Regions from separate parts of the Mus musculus genome. Here region 1 is linked to region 2. The links are chromatin contacts, called in public promoter capture Hi-C maps. All regions are on one chromosome and are shown on one strand. The core of a region is the stretch at or near the end of the contact, and the rest is flanking DNA. Distances in the headings are between cores, read along the strand shown. Region 1 overlaps Calr4 (calreticulin 4). Region 2 overlaps Osbpl9 (oxysterol binding protein-like 9).

What was found. Capture Hi-C pulls out chosen DNA fragments and counts their contacts.
Region 1: a promoter capture Hi-C map of adipose tissue shows a contact between it and region 2. The contact joins two enhancer-like sites. A contact is called at or near these places in 2 of 484 Hi-C or Micro-C datasets (the G1E-ER4 cell line and nephron progenitors) and 3 of 9 other capture datasets (adipose tissue, liver and pancreatic islet).

What each region holds. Positions count from the first base shown.
Region 1 is chr4:109,249,909-109,255,820 of GRCm38.p6, reverse strand. Calr4 (calreticulin 4) reads right to left here. Exons shown (of 8, transcript NM_001033226.4): 7 at 4,402-4,494; 8 at 1,244-2,071. The coding sequence ends at 1,820. All of the region lies in intron 2 of Gm40225 (a long non-coding RNA gene), which reads left to right. Among named protein-coding and RNA genes, the nearest start is that of Calr4, 17 kb to the right of the region's middle. Within about 2 kb of position 1,835, at least 31 of the 459 cell types and tissues checked have an H3K27ac peak or open chromatin away from gene starts, as enhancers often do. A contact at or near this core is called in the G1E-ER4 cell line and adipose tissue, where this site is marked.
Region 2 is chr4:109,102,024-109,108,645 of GRCm38.p6, reverse strand. Osbpl9 (oxysterol binding protein-like 9) reads left to right here. Exons shown (of 24, transcript NM_001368727.1): 5 at 6,054-6,149. Among named protein-coding and RNA genes, the nearest start is that of Gm32581, 27 kb to the right of the region's middle. Within about 2 kb of position 2,450, at least 64 of the 459 cell types and tissues checked have an H3K27ac peak or open chromatin away from gene starts, as enhancers often do. A contact at or near this core is called in the G1E-ER4 cell line and adipose tissue, where this site is marked.

The DNA.
Region 1 (5,912 bases), core at 586-3,085, 150 kb before region 2:
CAGTCTGTGGGCTGTCAGGTGCTAATCTTTCCAAATTTCTTTCCACACCCAACCGCCACTTAAAATTGTTTTTTTAAATATTTATTAATTCGTATGTATATATACTGCATGTGTGTAGAAGAAGACAATTTACAAGAGTTGGTTCTTTCTACCATGTGAAATTCAGAGATGAAACTCAAGTTTTAATAGTTAGCTTTTTTACCCAATGTACTATCTCCTAATCTAGAATATTCTAAAAATCCAAGACCCACCACTAGGAGCTGAGCAGTTTTTGCATGCGTGCAATTCCAGCACTCAAAGGCTGAGGTATGAGGAAGTTAAAAGCCAGTCTATGTTTCAAAGTAAACTCTCTGCCAATCAGGGCAACAGGGCAAGACTGTGGGAACCTGTCTCAAATGACGATGAAGGTGCTCATGTATACATGTATACAAATGCCAAAGAATATATAAAAGATATTCTTTTAAAAATTAAACATTTAGTTTTTCTAAGAAACAAAACAAGCTGACTATGTCCCAGCTTCCAGGGAGGAAGGGAGAACTTCCTGCCACTCTCACTGATCTGATGACTCCACTTCCTGTTATCCAGGCTCCTAGTTCTTTAACTGCAAATCTGTTCTACATTTTCTTGTATTCTTCAATACCTGGCTCAAAGGTCTTTATGAAGGTGTCTCTGAAACCTGCAGGCATAGGCAGAGTGAGTTGGTGGTTTGGTTTTGTGTTTGGTTGGTTGTTTTTTGAGATAGGGTCTAGTCCAGGTTGGCCTTGCGGTCACTATGTAGTTGAGGATAGGAGTTCACACTTTCCAATGGATATTTAGTGAGTACCTTGATTTGTGTTGGTAACCCTGTCGTTTACTGGTTCCTTAAATGTTGGATTAAAACAAAAACAAAACAAAAGGATATAAGGACATTTCTTCCATGTGACAGGTTACTTTCTGTCTGTATTTCGTACTAATAGATATTCATTCAAATCGCCTGGTGCAGTAGAAGGCTAAGCTTTTCAGCCAGATGAACCTGAGATCAGATCCTGGCCCGCCCCTTACTGACTGACCCTGAACAAGTTTCTGTGTCTGCAACATGAAGATAGCAATGATCTCTGCAGTGACCTCTGTAAGACTGAATAGATGCATTGTAGGCACACTGCGAATTTGTGGGAAAATGCTTTCTAATCTATAAAGAACTACAAGAACTCAAGAGATAATGATGCTGTGAGCCGGTGGAACAAAAAAGATAGAAATAAGACAAGCAAACTTGCAAACAAGTAACAATTGTTTAAACATAAGGCAAGAGCAGCAGGCAAACAAGGTGACTTTCATGAAGTATTTTTCCAAACGTCCAAAGGATGTTCTGCTTTTGGCTTTAGGTGCTCAATACATTTAAAAAAAAAAAAAAAAAAGGAAACATTGGGTTCAACTGTTAGCACTGCTCCATAAATACTAAGAATTGCATATATTTAAACAAAAGAAAAACCCCAGTTGAAAGTAAGAACCAAGTTTATATAGAAGCTTATTTACCAACAATTAATTTCATAAACACCATGATAATGATAGTAGTTTTAACTACTACATTTTTTTTACAAGTATTTACTTTGGGCATGTTACAGGCATTGCCTCATTCAGTCCCAAGGGCCATTTCATGAGATAAAATTATCATTCCCTTTCTACCAATGAGCAAATAGAGCAGGGAAGGGGAGTAGAACTATAAATCCAAAGTTTATCTAAAAAGAATGAGTCGTTTTACTTCCCATAATTTGCTAAGCGAGGGCCCATTTCCCTCTCTAAGCACCGTCTCTGACTTCGGCCACACCCAGTGTCTGTGCAGTTACAGTTCATCCTTCTGATCCAAGTGGGCTTCCTTCTGGTCCAGAGACGCCCTCGCTGCACTGCCTTCCTGCTTGAGCCTTTCCTCTGCTTCCTCCTCGTCGTCCTCTTCAGCGTCCTCCTCATCCTCCTCATCTAGTCCCCAGACGTCCTCTTGCCTGGCTCTCTCCTTTTCCCTCTTCTTCTTGGTCTCCTCCGCCTCCTTCTGTTTCTCCATTTCCTCATACAGCTCTCTCCACTGCTGCTCCACATCCTGTTTAAAATGTGGGGTTTCAAAGTTTCACAGATGAAGTAAACAGATAGCCCATTTTAGAAACATCTGTTGTCTTCCCATTGACTTCAAGGTTTCTAGGATGGTGTTTATTTACATCTAGATTTCAGCGCCTGTGGGGTAGTCGTCTGGGTGTTGATGTATTTCATTTGTAAATAAAATTGATCTAAAGCTAGGCATACACATAATCCTAGCACCTGAGAGGTGGAGGCAGGGTCAGGAGTTCAAGGTTATCCTCTGCTAGACAAGGATGTTAGGGGTTACCTAAGACCTTGTCTCAAAATGAAATATAAACTAAAATAAAATAATTTTAAAAATATAAAGTGGACTGGCAAGTTGAGTAAAGGTGACAGTGCTTGACACCAAGCCCATAGCCCTGAGTTTGCTCCCTGGACTCACAGCGGAAGGAAAGAACCAACGGCACAAGTCGTCCTCTGACCTCCAATACTGTGGCATGTGCGTGCACTCAGACCTGATAATATGTAACATTATACTAAGTAGCATAAGTGTAATAAAAAATTTAAAATACTAAAATAAACTAATTCCTCCTCTTGCATTAGATACCTATGTCATTACCCACCTTAGGCTAAACAATATTTGTGTGTTATTTGTATTCCTCACAATGATGCATAAGGTCATGTAGCCCACCTTCGATAAGGGCTATCTAATGTTTGGGATTCTTTCTAATTCATTCATTTGCTTGCTTATTTTGTTCTTGAGACTGGGTCTTGCTATATAATCCAGAAATGGCTTTGAATGCTTTCTTTTTTTCTTTTAATTTTTTTGAGACAAGGTCTCTCTATGAAGCGCCAGCTGTCCTGGAACTCACTATGTAGACCAGGCTGGGCTCAAACTCTCAGAGACCCACCTGAGAGTGCTGGGATCTAAGATGCACACCACTGTGTCCAAACCTTGAATTCTTTCTTAACCCTTCTGCCTCTGCCTCCTCCACCCTGTGGGACTGCAGTGGTGGACATGCCGTCACACCCAGCTCATATGGATGGTCTACATTTTGTTTAAAAGATAGTGCTATCATTATTCCCAATTGAAAGGTTAAATAAACAGACAAAGTGCATATAGCTAGTTAGGGATGGAGCCTGGATTTGAACCTAAGCAGTCTACATAAAAACATTCGTGTTCTAACTAATAAATAACAATAACACAACAGTATTAGAGGGCTGGGGAGTGGCTCAGCAATCCGCACATGTCTAGCATGAACAAAGCTCTATGTTAGTTTTCTAGTATCACAAAATAAAGATGATAATGCTAAAGTAAAACAAGACAAAACTAGACTAAAACGTATTTTTAAAGCTAGGCACTGAGTCAGCAAAATAGCCCAGAGGATAAAGGCAAATGTTCCAAGCCTAGCACTTTCAGTTAGATCCGCTGGGAGTCAGGACTGGTGCCCAACAGACCTGTAATCTCAACTACATAGTAGGCTGAAGACAAAGAACACATATTCAAGGCCAGCCTTGGCTACAGAGTGAGTTGAAAGCCAGTCTGGGTAACTTTGTGAAACCTTGTCTTAAAATAAAAAGAGTTCTAGCATACAGCTCAGTGGTAGAGCACTTGCCTAGCATATGTGTCCCTAGAAACACAGATGCCTTCTATGTGGGCTCTGGTCTGACCCCCAAGCCTGCACAGCAAATACTTCATCAATGGAGCCATTTCTGCAGCTCAGGGCAGGGAGGGTCAAGGTTGTGGTTTTGTTTTTACTCTCTGTGTCTGTGCTTTGCTGGTTCCTCAGTTTCCTGCTGAACTTTAGACACTGGCTATAAACCTACTTGAATTGACCTTCCTGCAGGGACAGGACATCTGGATGCAGGATGCCTTCCCCATGAAGCCGTTGCCCCAAATATCACTGCACACATAAAATGGTTGTGGGAAGGGAGGAGCTGGTAAACAGCACTGCAGCTTCCTCTGATGTCCAAAGGCTGAGGTGGGCTGAGTGGCTCCCTCTAATGGCACACTGAGGAGACAGTGTGGCACACAAAAGGAGCATGGATGCTGGGTTCAGGCTCCAAAGCAACAAGTCAGAGGCTGTGTGTGACCTTGGGCAGTTTAGCTACTGAATCTCAGTTCCCATCGAGAAATGGAAAGCATCTCTATTGCAAGGTCGAGTTAAGGGCCAAGTGAGATGCATTTTACAAAGTGCCCAGGGTAACACATACAAAGTTGAAGAAGATGTTCCGTGAAAGTGAGTTCTCTGTCTCTAAAGCCCAAGTGATCAGAATTGGAACAATCATTGTGAGTCTTGATTTTGCAAATGGAAGAATCAGACATCTGAAGTTCAGAGTGAAGGAACATCTCACCTTTCTTAATCCCCAGGTCATATTTCCAACCTCTTCAGCAAACTCTTCATCATTTGTTAGAAGGAAATTGTCAAAGATGCTGCCTGATTTCACCTGTTGAAATGAAAAGTGTGAGATTATTCTAGCTAGGTTGCTAGTGGGGTAGAGAGATGGCTCGGTGGGTAAGAGTAATTGTGGCATAAGTGTGAGGACCTGAGTTGGGAACCCTAGCACTGGTGGAAATGCGTGTGGCCACGAGTGTGCCTTATAAACCTTGATGCTGTCGGGGCCAGACACAGGAGGATCACTGGGGCTTGCTGGCTGCCGGACTAGTTCCAGGTTCAGTGAGAGGCCCTGTCTCAAGAGAACAAGGCAGAAAGTGATAAAAGAGGGCACTTGATGTTCTCCTCTGGCCATGGGTGTATGCACATACACCCATCAATCACACACACACACACACACACACACACACACACACAGACACACACACTCACCAAAAGGCTTTGCCTTATTTATTTGTATATTTGTGTGCCTGTTTATATTCACCACATGTGTTAGGGAGTCAGAGATGGGAGAGAGTATTGAATCCTCTAAAACTAGAGTTACAAAATACTGTACCATATGGGTACTATTAACAGGACCAGGGTCCTCTGCAAGAGCAGCAAGTGTTGATAACTGCTGAGTCCCCTCTCCATCTCCTTTCTCTATCTTCTTTAAGAATGCTATGAAGTCATGTATAGTAATGTATGCTTATAATCCCAGCATATGGGGGATATCAGGTACCAGAGGCTAACTAAAAACTATGTAATAGTACATTAAACTTTGTCTCAAAAAAACTAAATGAAACAAAATTGTACTATTTGTGTCTAAAAGGTTAAATCTATGCTTTACAATAGTTTATTTCATGACAAAGGAATACAATAGAAGGGAGCTCAAGACAGGAACTTGAACAAACCAGCTCAGCTACATTCTAGTTTTACGATAGTAGGCAAGTTACTCAACCCTCTGAGTTACTCTCACAAGTAAATCAAGGAAGTCAGGTATGATGGTTCATGCCTGTGACCCCAGGATTGGGAGGTGTGGATGAAAGCAGAAGGACAAGGAGATCAGGGTCCTCTTCAACTACACAGAGAGCTTGATATCAACCAGGCTACCTAAGACCCTGCCTATAAAGACGATGATGATGATGATGAGGGGTATGGTACATATTCCTTTGATACCAACACTCAGGAGGCAGAGGCAGGTGGCAAGTGGAACTCTGTAAGGTCGAGGTCAACTTGGTCTACATAGTGAGTTCCAGGCCAGCCAGGGTGACAGAATAAAAGTATCTCAAAAATAGTAATAAATAATAATAAAACATAATAATGTGAATCATAGGAAAGAATAACTCCATGGTAATGTTATAAGATTAGAACTACTGTATCTAAAGCATGGGATGTAGTAGATATCATTCAATAGACGATGATTATAGTTTTCAGTATCTGGATGTGTTTTAGAGAACCAAAAGGTAGCCAATCTGAGATTTTTTTTTT
Region 2 (6,622 bases), core at 1,201-3,700:
AGAATTATGAGAAAAGACCTTTTAGGGGATTCTTGGGATACACAGAAGTTTCTGGTAAGAAACTAAGAGCTACCAGGTGGATAAGAGAAGCTAATTTGAAATCATGTAGCTGTGGAAATATGCCTTCCAGAAAATACAGTGGAGAAAAAAGTTCAGCACTATGCTCAGTTAGTTTTATGAGTGTTTAAAAAATGTATTGTCTTGACTCCAGATGAATTGATAGTTGAATATTAAATCTATAGGGTTAAAAATACATAGAAATCCTTACCTTCAATACTCCTCAATAGCTCCGAGTCGTGAGCTGTAGCTGAAGCAGATGGACCATGAGGGCTATAAATGTTTCAGGGTGCGCAGTTAGCCAAGGATAGCATTAGTGCTCTTCACATAGAGTCATGGGCGTGAGAAAATTACTAAGTTGTTTCTTTGTATACTTTTTTGTTTATATAAGCTTTTAAGTCATCTAATAGGAAGGCAAAATAGTGTCATTTCTCTAAGAGCTTAATATGCTAGCTTAGTTTTCTAAGAAACAGAAAGGCCAGGAATTTTGGCATACTGTTTGTTTTTAACTTGTCACTTGCTCACGTCCTTATTTCCCCTGTGTAGTTACAGGTTTCCTCTTAGTCCTTTGCTTGATTATTGATACCACACTTGCAGCATGGTAACTTTCTACTCTCTCTCTTCTTACCTTTATGGAAGATCAGTACCACACTTGCTTTTTTCCAGTCTTCTGGTATCTCTCCAGTTCTTGAATTTTCAAAAATAATTGTAAGTGATTAAATCGTAAGTATTCCCTCTGCTTCTTTGATTGGGTGAGAGGTCATCGCAAATGTGTCATGCTCCAGTTATTAACATAGACTTTGCAGGTGCCTTTATGTTAATTAAATTGCATTTGCATAAAATTTCATTAATTTTAAGGTATTTGTTTTGCTAATTAAAATGCCAATATTCTTACTTACTTTTATTAGGTGGGTTTTTCTTTGTTAAAATTTTAACCTGTTTTTCCCCTTTGTAGTTTTACTACTAATGATGTTCTCTATTATTTTAAACTTTCTAGGAAGACTTATATGAACAATTTATTTCAAATACATACATATATAGATAGATAGATATGTATTTGAAACATTTTTTTAAAAGATTTACTTATTTTATGTATGTGAGTAAACTGTCGCTCTCTTCAAACACACCAGAAGAGGGCATTGGATGCCATTACAGATGGTTGTGAGCCACCATGTGGTTGCTGGGAATTGAACTCAGGACCTTGGAAGAGCAGCCAGTGCTCTTAACCACTGAGCCATCTCTCCAGCCCTAAACAAATTGTTTTGAGGAAGGAACTAATGTAGCTCAGGCTAGCTTTGAACTTGTGAACCTCCTGCCTCCACCTAACAGATGCTGGGATTCTAGGCTTCCCTTTCTTTTGTGGGGAGAACATATTTTTTATTGTATACTATTTTGTACTGTTTAAAAAAAATACTGCATATAGCAAACTGTCTGTCATTGTTTTGAGTTTGTGTTACTACTCGGTCTTCCTTTTAGTCCTCTCTCAGTTCCAGCTACCCAGAAGCTCCTTTCGTTCTTTCCTTGTTTGTTTGTTTTTCGAGACACGGTTTCTCTGTGAAGCCCTGCCTGTCCTGGAACTCAGTCTGTAGACAAGGCTGGCTTCAAACCAGAGATCCACCTGTCTCTGCCTCCTAAATGCTGGGATTAAACTGGAATTAAAGGCTACCCATAAGTTTCTTAATTATTGATTCTGGGAAGAAGACCTTAAGTCACCTTTGGTCACTTTGACCCTTGCTATTAGTCTGTCACTGTCAGCAGGAGTTATTTTAAAAGCTTCTACTGCCTGCTTCAAAAGTCTTACTAGGAAAGTAGCCAAAGCAAGTTATGATTTGCATGTACCTTGGGATTTAAGGGCACCCCTTACAGTGTTCTTTTTAATGGGAGTGGAACATTTTGTTCTCTGTTTCATGTCCCACCTAGAATCATTAATAGGAAATTGATTTAATTTGCCAACATGTTAGCTTTTAGGTGTCTTCTAAGAATATTAAGCTAGTCCTGTATTTTACAAATTAGAAAATACTGATTCAATTTTCTTATTATATCATAAACCATTTTGTATTTGTTTCTCTGTAACTGCTTTTAAACTTTTTAAAAATGTGTTTTAGTGTTTTGAGAGAGTCTTGACTGCCCAGAATTCTTAATCTTCCCTCTACGTGCTAGGATTATGAGTGTTTAGTTAAAACATAAAGTGAATTCCTGTACACACTGACATGTAATGAACTGTAATGAACATCAGCATAGTGAGCCAGAGAGCAGAGGCCCTGACTACCGCACTGCAGTATGGTCACTTCAGTTACTGCTGAAGGACCTGACAAGAGAAGAAAGGAAAGGGGGGAGAGAATGGAAGTACAGAGATTGCAGGCACATGGGTAGCAGCAGCTGACAGCTGGTACAACTGGTGCCACATGCATGCAGCTGGCACTGAGACAGCCCTGGAGGGTGCTAGTGAGTGAATGGCACAGTTCCTGTCTTCTCTGTCTTTCTTCAGAGAAGTCAGACAGTAACGTGTACAGTGTTAGATAGGGCAAGTGCAGAGTACTACCGAATGCATCTATGTGACTCCTACACTGCTCTCTAGAAGGGTGAAATCAGTTTTTCAGAGTCTGCCCTGTTTCCTTTCCTTTCAAAGGAAGATAGACCATACTCTGCTTGGGAACAATGTATATTCTTAGTCTTGTTTAAAAAGAAGTCTCTAGGACCAGCAGGATGGCCACTGATGCAAAACCTGATGATCTGATTTAAATTCCCAGAATCTACATGAAGGAGAACAAAACTGACTCCCGGAGGCTGCTTTCTGACCACACACGTGTAGTGGGGTGTGTGTGTGTGTACATATAAATGCTCAATAAATACAAGTTTTTTTAAAAAATTTACTAACAAAGGACCAGTATGAATAAGTCTAATGCCTCACTGTTCTAATGTTGGCTAGAAAGAAGAACAGGTATATAGTGCAGTTTTTAGTGTCTGTGTGTGCATGTGCACATAAACTTGCTGATTCATATGCATACAGTGCCTGGGGAGGCCAGAAAAGGGCACAGAATCACCAGGAACTGAAGTTTGTGGGGAGCAGCTGGCACTCTGAGCCACTGAGCCATCTCTTCAACTTTTTTTTTTTTAAATAAAAATTCAGCAGGTTTTATCTCTTGCCATTCATGAGATACTCAAGGAGAGACAAGATGACTCAGAGACTGGGAAGATAGAGTCAGTGACTGAGAGTGAAACTAGTGGTAATTTTAGTGCATTCTTAGTCAATTTAAGAACAGTGTTATTACTGTCACCTGTTCATGCTATTGATGAATTTGTAAACATTATTCCATTGGTGGTAGATGAGTTGACTGTAGAGGGCCTTTAAAGCACATCTGCAAACTTTTGGATTGATGTGCAGGGGAAGTCAGGCCAGTTCTGTGATTTTAGGCTGATGAATTCCATTATAAACCTCCTATAAGCATTCCAAAAAGAAAACTGCATCAGTGAGATGTGTGTGGTGAGGTTGTGAAGCTCAGTTGGTTCTGCTGGGAAAGGGAAGTCGTGGAAGGGTATCGGGGGCTGGGAGGACAGTGCATGGGACTCAGCTGGGAAACAACTAAGGGTGGTTTCTGAAGAACTGAGGGAGGGTTCAGACTTGAAGTTTAAATATTGTTTCTCTTCTGTAGCAGAATTTTATTGATTTGTTTAAAAGATTCTGTTAATTAATTGTTGACAGAATTCTAAGAACTCTAAATGAATTTAGAAGAGGAAATTTTTTTAAAGACCACTTTTCCTCCTCTTGTGGCAGATTCTTCAGTTTACTCTTGATTGTGCAGTTGTTCTTTCAAACTGCTGAGTAAGAATCGTGTATTTACCTGATGCTAACTGGGTCCTGATTGTTACATTATTGCTAATTACGCCATTATATTCTTGAAACAAAACAAAACCCAAGCCAGGCCTCCTCCTCATTCTCAGGTGTATAAGTTAGCAGGAGCTCATCCTCCTGTGAAGGGTGATGTGTGAACGCCACTCTGCTCAGCAAACAGTTGTAGTTCTCTGGATAGCTTTAAAAATGGAAGCGTTTAGCCTGGTGGAGGTGGTCCAAGATGTTTAATCCCAGCATTTGGGAGGCGGTTGCAGGCAGGTCTCCTGTGAGTTCGAGGCCAGCCTGGTCTACATAGCTAGTTTCAGGGCAGTCAGGATTGCATAGTGAGACCTTGGCTTAAAACAAACAAAACCTAAAAGAATGGTTTTTACCATGAATTTTTTTATCTGGATTATGAATACATTGATTATAATTTTTCTCAAATGTTTTATATATATGTAAATTATTAGGAAGGGATTTTTATTTTTTTCAGGCAGTTTCTTTATTTGCATATAAAAAGCAAGCAAGGCAAGATTTATCAGCTTTAAATTTGAAAAAGAAAACAATTACAAGATAAATTGGCTTTTCTTACCATAACAGATGTAATTTTTAAAATTTTTTACATTTTGTGTCAGAATTTTAATTTTAGTTGAGGAGGACAGCAGTAAATAGTAACAGTGTGCTAGTGTTTTAGTAGATGGAGTGGCTGCTGCTGCTGCAAGAGGAGGAGGAGGAGGAAGAAGAGGAGGAAGAGGAGGTGGTGGTGGTGGTGGTAGTGGTGAAGGTGGTGGTAAGGAGACAGGCTCTGAGCTGAATTAGAACTAGGAAGCAGATTTGCCAGTCCTCAGTTGCCTGGGATTGTGAAATTGGGTTGTGTCCTGCTTTAACAATAATGAAGGTGTTCCGTGTGCCCAGACGGAATGTGGGATGATACCAAAGAAGCGTCTGTGTCAGCTCACTGGATGGTGAATATAAACATAAGCAGTTTGTGTTGGCCAAAGGCAGGGGAGACGGCCACAGCTGAGTTTGTTGAGACACACCCTCCATCGCTCCTTTAGTACAGTTTTGTGGTCGGGGGAGAGAAGTCTGCTGCTGGTAGGACAGCTGCGTGTGCCGGTAGACACCGAACACAGGCTGGCAAGGAGGAGTTCTTCATGGGCTTCATCTTTTACAACTAAGATTTGTTGTTTGGTCAGAGATGATTAAAAACTCAAAATTTCTTTTGATGGGAATCAAAACAGGAGGCTTAAGGTCTTTTGGGAACTTATAGATATACAAAAAGCAGGATATGCCATTGATGAACTTTTAAAGTGAGAGAGAGATGGGGCCTCTAAATAAATAAACATTTACACCCTGTCCAGAGTGTAGTGTTCATGCCAAGGATGACAGCAAATAGGAAACTTGATGAGGTAAGGAGGAACTTGAGAAGGATGCAGTTAGAAAGGGCTGTGAGGATGTTTAGTTGTGAGTTCATGATTCTCTGGTTGTAGTCTCCCTGGTGCTAGGATTGTTGATGTCTGCCACTGGGCTCAGCTCTTTTAAAGTTTTTTTGTTTTTGTTTGTTTGTTTTAATAAGGGAAAAAGAGGGTGGGAAACTTGTGAGCTGATGGAGTGGATTTGGAATATATGGGCCAGTGAGTTAGCTCAGTGGGCTAAGGCAGTTGCTGCAAAGCCTGAGTTGAGGTCCCAGGACCTGCCTTTTGGAAGGAGCCAACTGATTGCCATAGCTGTCATCTGACTTCCACAGGATCGAACCCCTCCACCCCCAACAATAAACACATGTAATTAAAAAAGAAAAGAAAAAAGAACAGGAGGTTAACATTCTGGGACAAAAAAGATTGGGGGAACGTGGGAAATGGCCTAAGGGTTTTATATCTTTTAGATGACTGACTGTGGTTCTGTTGGAAAGTGGAGGCAGTCGTGTGGCTTTGTGGTAACTGAGGGCCAGGGAACCCTTTCCTTTGAGCAGCAGCTACATGTGTAACTGCTGAGAGAGCTTGCGGCTGATGACGGAGGTTGATGCAGCACTTTTCCTGGAAATTTTAGTTAACTTACACAAATGTGCTTGCGTACATACACTGTTTTGAAAGTGGAAAGTACTCATTTTTGTTATAATACTGTGCTGCTGGTGCACTGACAGATTATTCACTTCATTTTTCTCTAGGGTTTGGATTCAGGATTCATCCCCAGTGTCCAAGACTTTGATAAGAAACTTACCGAGGCTGACGCGTACCTGCAGATCTTGATAGAACAATTAAAGGTATGGCACGGTGTTCTGATGTGCAGTAGTAAATGTTACTAACAGACAGAAGAAGTTACTTGATGGCAATTTACATCCTTCCAGCGACTTCAGCAGTTTCTAAAGTTGATTCTTTAAAAGATATTTTTCTCTAATTGTATTGATAAAATTTATGATCTGTACTTTTGATTATTGAGGGAAAAGCTAAAAAGGATATTGTAAAGCCTTGGGTTCACTCTTCCTTTCCTCTTTGTCCCATTTAATTAAAATGATAGGTCATGGGAAGAGAAAGAAATCTTCATTAACTTAAGGAGACAAAGCAGAAAAAACTCTGGAGTTTAAACAGATACTTTAGGCTACTGATACTCTTGTATGGCTAGTATCCCCAGTCCTTGGAAGATCACCTGTTTGAGGCTAAGTGTATAGTCCACTACATAATTCCTGCCAGCCTAGGCTACAGAATAAGACCCTATTTTCAAAATTAAAAAATCTTA